Regions from separate parts of the Mus musculus genome. Here region 2 is linked to region 1. A link is a contact called in public Hi-C data. All regions are on one chromosome and are shown on one strand. Each heading gives the region's core, a stretch centred on a gene start, on an enhancer-like site or on the middle of the called end of the contact. The rest is flanking DNA. Distances are from core to core; before and after follow the strand shown. Region 1 overlaps Mir100hg (Mir100 Mirlet7a-2 Mir125b-1 cluster host gene). Region 2 overlaps Gm35940 (a long non-coding RNA gene).

The links. A called contact is a pair of places that touch in the nucleus more often than the background predicts.
Region 2: a Hi-C map of muscle stem cells shows a contact between it and region 1, with 2.1 times the contacts expected there. The contact joins two enhancer-like sites. A contact is called at or near these places in 1 of 484 Hi-C or Micro-C datasets (muscle stem cells), 4 of 115 datasets of contacts at active chromatin or transcription factors (the NIH/3T3 cell line, embryonic stem cells and fibro-adipogenic progenitors) and 1 of 9 other capture datasets (embryonic stem cells).

What each region holds. Positions count from the first base shown.
Region 1 is chr9:41,512,904-41,517,334 of GRCm38.p6, reverse strand. All of the region lies in intron 3 of Mir100hg (Mir100 Mirlet7a-2 Mir125b-1 cluster host gene), which reads right to left. Among named protein-coding and RNA genes, the nearest start is that of Mir100, 16 kb to the left of the region's middle. Within about 2 kb of position 1,959, at least 54 of the 459 cell types and tissues checked have an H3K27ac peak or open chromatin away from gene starts, as enhancers often do. A contact at or near this core is called in the NIH/3T3 cell line, fibro-adipogenic progenitors and muscle stem cells, where this site is marked.
Region 2 is chr9:41,807,748-41,812,310 of GRCm38.p6, reverse strand. All of the region lies in intron 1 of Gm35940 (a long non-coding RNA gene), which reads right to left. Among named protein-coding and RNA genes, the nearest start is that of Gm35940, 4.4 kb to the right of the region's middle. Within about 2 kb of position 3,275, at least 60 of the 459 cell types and tissues checked have an H3K27ac peak or open chromatin away from gene starts, as enhancers often do. A contact at or near this core is called in the NIH/3T3 cell line, fibro-adipogenic progenitors and muscle stem cells, where this site is marked.

The DNA of each region.
Region 1 (4,431 bases), core at 710-3,209:
GGAAATTAAATGTTAGAAAATCCAGCTCATTCCCCACTGGAGATGGGGGCCTAGGCTGTCACCATGTTCTATATGAAACCCAGGCTGCCTCTTAAGGAAGGGCCAATGCCCATGGATCTAACAGGCTTCACACTTTGCAGTGTCTGTATTTCTTTCCCAGAAATATGACTGCAGCTCAATTCAGTTTTGTTTCTGTTCTGACGGCTGCTATTAATACCCCCCTATTTACAGAACACATACCTCAGAGGAGCTCAAAACATTTACAGAAATTAGCCAAGCCTTGTAACATCCTGTCAAGTGAGCAGGCACTAGATATTACTTTCTTCATTTAAAAAGGAAGAATCCAAGCTATTAAAAGGGCAAATATCTTTGCTTGCCACAGACACAGGACCCTATCGCCCACTCACTTCCAGGGTTCTACTGAAGCTGCCAAATGGGGTAAGTATTTATTTATACTGTGCTCACTAGCTTAGGACTCTGGTGGTTTTCAGACACATACAAGATGCTCTATGACTCCTCATAGGCAGATGTCATTCCACCTTTCCAGGCTTTAATCCCTCCTCCCTCTCCCTCTCTCTGTCTCTCTCCTTCTCTCTTTGTCTCACGCACGCACACGCACACGCACACACATGCTTCCTCCAGTGATGATCAGCATGACTGGTGAGTTTGCAATCATTCAACACCTCTTTCTAGAGCAGTTTCCACCCTCCATTCCCAGACAGCTCCTAGAGTCTATTCCGTTAGCACTCCTCCGGTGAACTTGAAGTCCCAAGAGAAGTCAGGTTGGTGTGAGTTTGTAGTTTCCACAGAGTCCAGCACTTAGCCTGTGAGAATCATAGGAGGTAGTAACACATAAAGAAAGAACTGTTGGTGTTGAGGCAGGGAGGACTATGCTAGTGTCAGGGGGGGGGGGGAAGCCCTGGCAGGATCACTAACTGTTCTTAACTCATCCTCTAAAAGAAGAGTATATCATATTTGCTCTGAAGTTTATAAGGGGACTATTTGTAACTAGTGAAATGCAAATTCATCAGGGGAATGGTGGTCAAAGACAAAACAGTACCTCCATAGTGGGATTCTCTGTAGCTACTATGAAGAAAGACTGGGTCATTCATGGTAGTACACACTGTAATCTCAGAAGTTTAGAGGCTGAGACAGGAGGATTGCTATCAGGTTTCAGGCCATTCTAGGCTACACAGTAAGTTCTGGGCTTGCCTAAAGTGCATGAGCACTGTTTTTGAGAGGAGAGAAGAGGAGAGGAGAGGAGAGGAGAGGAGAGGAGAGGAGAGGAGAGGAGAGGAGAGGAGAGGAGAGGAGAGGAGAGGAGAGGAGAGGAGAGGAGAGGAGAGGAGAGGAGAGGAGAGGAGAGGAGAGGAGAGGAGAGGAAGGGGAGGGGAGGGGAGGGGAGGGGAGGGGGAGAGGAGGGGGGAGAGGAGGGGGGAGAGGAGAGGAGAGGAGGGGAGGGGAGGGGAGGGGAAGGGGGAGAGGGGAGAAGAGGGGAGGGGAGGGAACAATCGATTAAAAGAAAAAAGATAGACACAAAGAACTTAAAGACATATATTAAGGGTAAAAAATGAGCTGCAGACTACTTTCTGATTCTCTGTCTATATTTATATTCTCAGATTTTGTTCTGGTTCATGACAGGTTACCAAAAGGTAGAGAATGAAATAGGCCAGTAACATAAGCTGCATGGACTGTGCACATGGATAGAGTGCTGGAAGAACCATCGTTACTGCTATTGCCATTCTGTGGGTTCAGTGGGGAGGACTGGGATTCCTGTCTCTCCAGTGTCTGGCACACAGAAGAGAGGGGCTGACTGACTGAGCAAAAGAAAATTGCTCAATGACTGACCTAACCAGGAATTAATTGTTGAGTCAGAAAATAAGGACACAAGTATGAATCACAAAGAATCTTATGTATTGTTTGGACATTTGAGTGGAGTGAGGCCACATCATCCTTTGGGAAGTAACAAGGTTAGAAAGTTCAGAGGCTGAGATTCCAGAGGAGTGTTTCTTCAAGTGCAGCCCCAGGACCACCCAGCCAAGTCCCCTGGGAAGTTGAGTAACCATTAAGATTCCTGGGACCCACCCAGTTCTGAACCAGATTCTTTGAGATGGTGATTCAGAAATAGGGGTTGCCTATGAACACAATTCTCTCTCTCTCTCTCTCTCTCTCTCTCTCTCTCTCTCTCTCTCTCTCTCTCTCTCTCCCTCTGTCTCTATCTCCATCTCCATCTGTCTCTGTCTATCTTCTGTCTGTGTCTCTGTGTGTGTCTCTCTCTCTGTCTCTCTCTCTAACTCTCTCTCTCTCTTTCTCTCTCTCTCTCTGTTCCTGCCACTGGTTGTGTGAACTGTATGCATTTAGAATATACAACTTGATGTTCTGTGACATATATATATATATATATACATATATATATATATTAAAATGATCAACTCTAATTACCAGGCTCCATCTGCTTGCTCCTGTCTTACCTCTCCTTCCTTCTGCCTCTCTCCTCTTTCTTCTTCTTCCTTCTTTTTTCTCCTTGCTTCTTTTCCTCTCTCTCCCTCCTTGCTTTTTTGCTTCCCTCTCCTTCTTTCGCCTTTCCTCTCTTTATCTCTGTCTCTCTTCTGTCTTTTTCAATGGAAAAAAAACACAGAATTTACCCACTGAGCAAAATCATAACACTGCTAAAATGTCCATCCCATGCAGAAACATACACAGATCAATGTAATCTCTATCAAAACTCCAATGTCATTCACCACAGAATGAGAAAAATGGAAACCCCAAAATTCATCAGGAAACACAGAAGACCCCAAATGCCCAAAGCAATATTGAAAGAAAAAAAAAACCCCAAAGCCAGAGGTATTATACTTCGTTATTTCAAAATATGCTACAAAACCACAATAATCCAAACATTGTGGTTCTACATAAAACCACAGATAGATGCATAGATAAACAGAGCATGATAGAAAGCCCAGAATGATATGCCTTATAGTAAATGTATTATTTTCACAAGGTGGAAAGGATTTACAATGGAGAGACAGACAGACAGACAGACAGACAGATTGACTGACTGACTGACTGACTGACTGACTGACTGACTGACTGCAGGGTTAGGAAATTTGTTTACACACATGCAGAAGAGTGAATTGAACCCTTATCACAAACTATATACAAAATCAACCCAAAATGTAAAACTTAGCTATAATGTATGGAACTCTAAAGCTGCTAGAAAAACCAAACCCAAAGTAAAACAAAGAGAACCCACTTCACTTGCTCACTAAAGCCTGTGTGGGCCAGCTGATTACATGCTGAGGGAATGAAAAAACTAGCCAGCTCTTGAAAAGGATGCACATTGCTGATTCTCACCAAACTTGGGTAGTTCACAGAGCTTGCTCTGAAATGGGCTCCTATTTGTTCTAAGTTGTCTTTGTGCCAGAAGGAGGAAGGCCTTGGGAAGCTGCTTGTTTCAGCGCCTGCAAAGTGACCCTAAGATGACCTTTACTGTGGGTGTACTCCCTTCCTCAAGGCTGGGAGGTGTCTGGAAAAGTCCCACAAGAGCATCATCAGTGAGTGATTTGCCCCTTTGATGTTAGAGGCAAGCAATGGCTGGGTGCTATATGTGTGGAAATCTACAGCAAGACAGACCCTGCAAAGCTCTCGAGAAATTTGCATTTTATGAAGGACCCGGGCTTAGACAGTTTGGACCAAGTAGAGATTGTTATGGCCATAGGATGTGAATTTGGGTTTGAAGTTCCTGATCTAGATGTAGAGAAGTTAATGTGTCCACAAGAAATCATTGGTTACGTTGCAGATAAGGATTGTATGAATCAAATATCAAAGTCTTCGCCCTCTCTCTGAGGACTCAGAGAACATTGTTGAGTATCTTGACACGAGAATACATGGTGACCAATCCCTTCAAACGACAGCAGCCATTTTGGGCTTGAATTTAAACTGTCTGAATAAGGACTCAGACTATTTATCCCTTTGATACAATTTTATCCTTTGAAAATAAATATAGTATAAAACCCAATAGAGGTTATTGATATTGGTCTTGCCAATAAATGTTTTTGGTTATGAAACCAAACGCTTAAGCATAAATAAATAAATAAATAAATAAATAAATAAACAAACAAACAAACAAATGTTTTGCATTGAGGTGAAAAATTTGACCACATAAGGCAGAAGCACCAGAATAAATTAAGCAAATTAAGAGAATAACTTTAGACTATGTGCCTTGTGTGTGCTATGAGGTAGCTCCTTTCCAGCCATAGGTAACAAGTCTCAGAATAGAAGACTTAGCTCTTTTCCGGAGTCTGTTAACCTTTCTGGGATTTCGCTTCTTTGCTGTGATGTACAGGCTGCCTTTGAATGACACTTTCAATGACAGAGTTGTTTTACCCCTGGCTGTCCCTGCTGCCTGAATTGAGGCACAAGGAGGACTCTTCA
Region 2 (4,563 bases), core at 2,026-4,525, 290 kb before region 1:
TTCAGCTTTATATCACAAAGTAAGAAACATTATAAAAATATAAAATAAGTATTTAACAGGAGCCATTTATTAAAGTGAATAAACCCCTCTTAGGTGTCAGCAGTTGATATTAAGGCTCAGATGTAATTTTAGATGCTATTTCTAACATTTCTGATTTCCTTTTTCCCCCCCATACTCAATACCTGTTGGGGACACTACCTGGTATCTTCAAGATTTGGAGCAAGTTTTGACATTTTTGACCTTCTGTGAAATTATTTAACCTGGTTCGGAAAGCTTTTTGATTCTGTATGAAGACAATGCTACTGTTTACATCAAACAGGATGCTCTTATCAGTCTTAAGCCAACAACAAGGTCAGGCCATCTAACCTGTGAACCATGATGCACAATAAAAAGCCATATAGTTTCTTTTTCTGTTGCACCCTGACTTATAGGAGGAGGAATTTATTTTGTCTCATAAGGTATAGTCCATTATGGTGGATATTTTAAGGCAGAAAGAGCTTGAAGCATCTGGTCACATCACATCCACAATGGCAAAGTAGAGGTCCATGTATGCAGAACTCAGTTCACTTTCTCCTATTCAGTTCAGGATTCCAGCCTAGGGAATGATGCTGCCCTCAGTAGGCAAATCTCCCCACCTCCATGAATACAATCAAGGCCATCCCACACAGTCATAGCCAAAAGCTCATCTCCCAGGTATTTCTAGATTCTGTCAAGTTGGTGGTTAATGAAAACTACCATGCACCAGGTATTTTATAATGAAGGAATTTGAAATTGATTACTTTTTTTTTTAATCTGCCAAGGAACTACCTGATAGTACCAGAGAGAATGAAAGTAATGCTGGCAGGCTAACTCTCTGCCAGTCCTGTTCCATCCCAAGGGTTAGAAGCTTATACTTGCTGAAGACAGGTAAAGTAGAAAGGAGCATTTTAATAAACAGACCATCAAGACCAGCGTTACTCATCAAGGAGACATTCTCGCTCTTGCTCTCTCATAACCAACTGTATAAAGTAGCCCACTTTCTTCTTAATCATATCCAAAGGCTCAACCAACATTAATAGATCTATATGATTTATTAAGGAGATCACAGAGTTGCACTAGAAAGCACTCAACCAATCTTTTGCACCTTAAAGAGAACTTTTAGGTGTGGGCATACAGAACTGATCATCGTTGCCACAAGATCCGCTTCTTTAATTGTGCTCTGGTTATAAAGTGATTCTGAGAAATGTTATCAAAGAGTTGGGAGGAGAGACACGGAGGTCCTGAACGATGGAAAGTGACATCATAGAGGCAAAGGTCGCAGGTGCGGGACCCTGAGACTTAGACACAGAAGTGCTTGCTGTCTTACTGGTCCCTCCACATGAAGATGAAAGAATTATCCTGTCAGTAGAGTGTGATGGTCAGAAAAATGCGTTCTCTTAATTAATTAATGACACTGGCTCTGTCCGAATCAATCTGTGGGAGATGGAATGCATCTCTGAGGTGAAGCATTATGGCTTTATGTGGAAGCAGACAAGCAGGGCGAGAGATTTTAAATACTGTCCATCCCCAGCATTAAGTGCCCCAGTTCTGATGAGAATCTGGTTTTCCAGACTGTTACTTCATCCCAGGTATTTGTTCCACTTCATCAATATATAACTATAATGTAGATTATATATACACACATATATATATACACACATATATACATATATATGTGTGTGTGTGTATATACATAAATATATATTTAAAGTGTAGCATTTATTGCCTTAAAAGGCTGAGGGAGACATGGCAAATAGTAAAGTGGTTCAACGTTGATAAACCGGATTGGCATGACTATATAACCCAAGGAAGAATTTAAATCTTCTAATCTCTAAGTTTCCCCTTCCATATAATGGTGAAATTAAGGGTATAGTCAGTTTATGTACATAAAAGTCATGCCAGTGTGGCACAATTGTCTCTTTCAACACCTTAGTTGTTGCTTTGTGTGTGTGCAGAGTGTAGTGATGGAAGGCGGCTTGATGCTTCACACACTTGATCTAAGGTCCTACATGTTTATCATCTCCTAATTAGAATCCTCAAGAAGTCACTACATGCATTAAAAACAAAAAACAAAACAGAACAAAACAACTGGTTGTCCAATCATTCTCGGCTTGCTCCTACAGAACATTCAAAAAGGTCTGAAGGTTATGAGGCCATTGACAGGCAGAGCAAAGGAGAAAGGACTGTTTCAGAGCGACCGTGGTTTATCTTGATCTCCGACAGTCTGAACACAGTGTAGAAAGTGAGAGGGTCCATCTGCCTGATTGAGTTCATTAGACAGAAGCCCCATTTCCCTCATTTGGGCAAAGTTCTAGCACTGGGTCTCCAGGCTCGACCTGAACTTTAAGGCAATTAGGCTTTTGGCTGCCTGTCTTCTTGTCCGGGCTATGTTCTTATGCCAGCCCTTAGGAGGCTGCATGTTTCACTCTTCCCTGTGTCTGCAGCTATTCCAACAGTCCAGCAGCCAAATCTTGGCTGTCTATGTCAAAAGTTCTCATTGCATTCCCTTCCAGGCCCACAGGTTTTCATGCTATGGAAAGTATATAAGCCGCCTTGTTCCTGCCTTTCTCGCTCTCCTGCTTTACTGATGAATTGTAACACAGCTCCATTTCTCCCTTCTTCATGGGTTTTCTCTTCTCAGTAGGGCAGGGGAAAACTTTCTTTAAAAGCAACTCCTGGAACATCTCAATCCTTTGGTTCTGCTTGGATCAGAGTAGCCAGTCATTTCCCCATGGTCCTTGGTGGTTTGGTGGTTCTGGCACCGCTTGGGATGATGGAATCTCACTCGGAAATGCTTGCTATGAGGCGTGGCTCAAGCCACTTTCTCTTTCTTCCAGCCAACAGCAAAGCAGCCTGCATTCCTGTGACATTGCTGTGTTTGGGACAGATCCTTTGAAAAGGAAGTGTCCCAACTGGATTTATAGCCATGTTCCTTCTCCATATGTTTATCAACCAAGTTCTTGTGTCCCTCTTGCTCTGCGGGGAGTCTTGAGGCTCCTTTACATCAATGTTTTACATTCTTTCCTGTTTTTCCCCACTCACTCTGAATCCTTAGAGCCCATCCTTTCTTAAGTAGCTCTTCTGTGTCTAGAATCCTGCTTTTCACTATCCTGGCTTTCCATCCCTTCCACGAACTCTTAGCATGGTACCATGGTGCCCTGGAAGGAACATTGAGTGGGTGGCTACATAACTGTGTGACCTCGGGCATGCTACACCACTGCTTTGGGTCTTTGCCTTTTTCTTCTAAACACATGGACTGAATCAAATTATGTTTAAGGGGCCCTTCCTGCTGGGGAAGCATGCTGTGAAGTGTGGGGACTTTCAAAAGCCCTGGAATGCATTGCTCAGCGGAAAATTAGTTGAATCAGTTTGTGGTAGTCTATGATAACAATTCTGGTGACCCTGATCTTCTGACCCAATAGGCTGACTTCTTCCTTCAGTATTCTTCTTAATGCTATCTTAAGATAGACTTTGTGAGTTTCCCAGCTTCATGTGTTACCATTTCTGGCTCTTTCTTATTGATCAGTTCATCACTGGCCACTGAACACAAGTTTTGAAAGTCTTTCATAGTCTGCTTTCTCTTCAGATCTTATAAATCTTTCATTTAAACAAAGTTTTTTTTTCATTCATTCACTCATCCATTTGTTCTCCATTGTACTAGACACTGTCTACAGCTCAGGGAATTGATGCTCAAAGAAATTTAATTTTATTGTTTAAATACTGTTTAGAAAGGACAGCTTTTATCTGCATGTGTCAGTATTGTTTTTAAAACTGTCTTTCAGTTCATTGTATTGGTTTAGAGAGCAAATAAAAAATAAACAAACAAAACCCAGAACTTATTAAAAAAAAGATTTATTCAATTTGGGAGTAAGTATTTCAGGCTGGCTGCAGGTTCCCATGGAAATATTTTGATTCAAATCACTGGATCTGAATCAAACATTAGGGCTTCACTTGGAAACATGGGCCTCACTTAAATCTTCATTGTTACACCTTAAGAATGTCACTTTTTAACATTGCTATAATGACAGATGGGCTGAGTAGGTGTGTGATTCTTACAGTAAGAAAATTAAGGCAGGCACTGCTCAGGAAGATTTTTCTTTGGCTTCTTTATAGTGATTCAGTGAGAAGTAGGCATGAAAAATTACATTGAAGGTAAAACCTCAATATTATGGTCTTCTTTCTTAGTGCTCTATTGCTGTGAAAAGACAGGATGGCCATGGGCATTCATATATGCACATGTATACACACATGCACACACACACACACACACTTAACTGAAATTACAGTTCAGAGGTTTCATCCATTATCATGGTAGAAGCATGACAGCACACAGGTATTCATGGTGCTGGAAATGAAGCTATGAACTTCACGTGTGGATCCACAGGCAGCAGGAAGACAGAGCAACTAGGCCCATCTCCAGTGACACACTTCCTTCAATTAGGCCACACCTCCTAATCCTTTCAAATAGTGCCACTCCTTGATGTCTACACGTTCAAATATAAGATCTTCAAACCCGTCTCTTCAAACCACCACATCAGGCCTTTA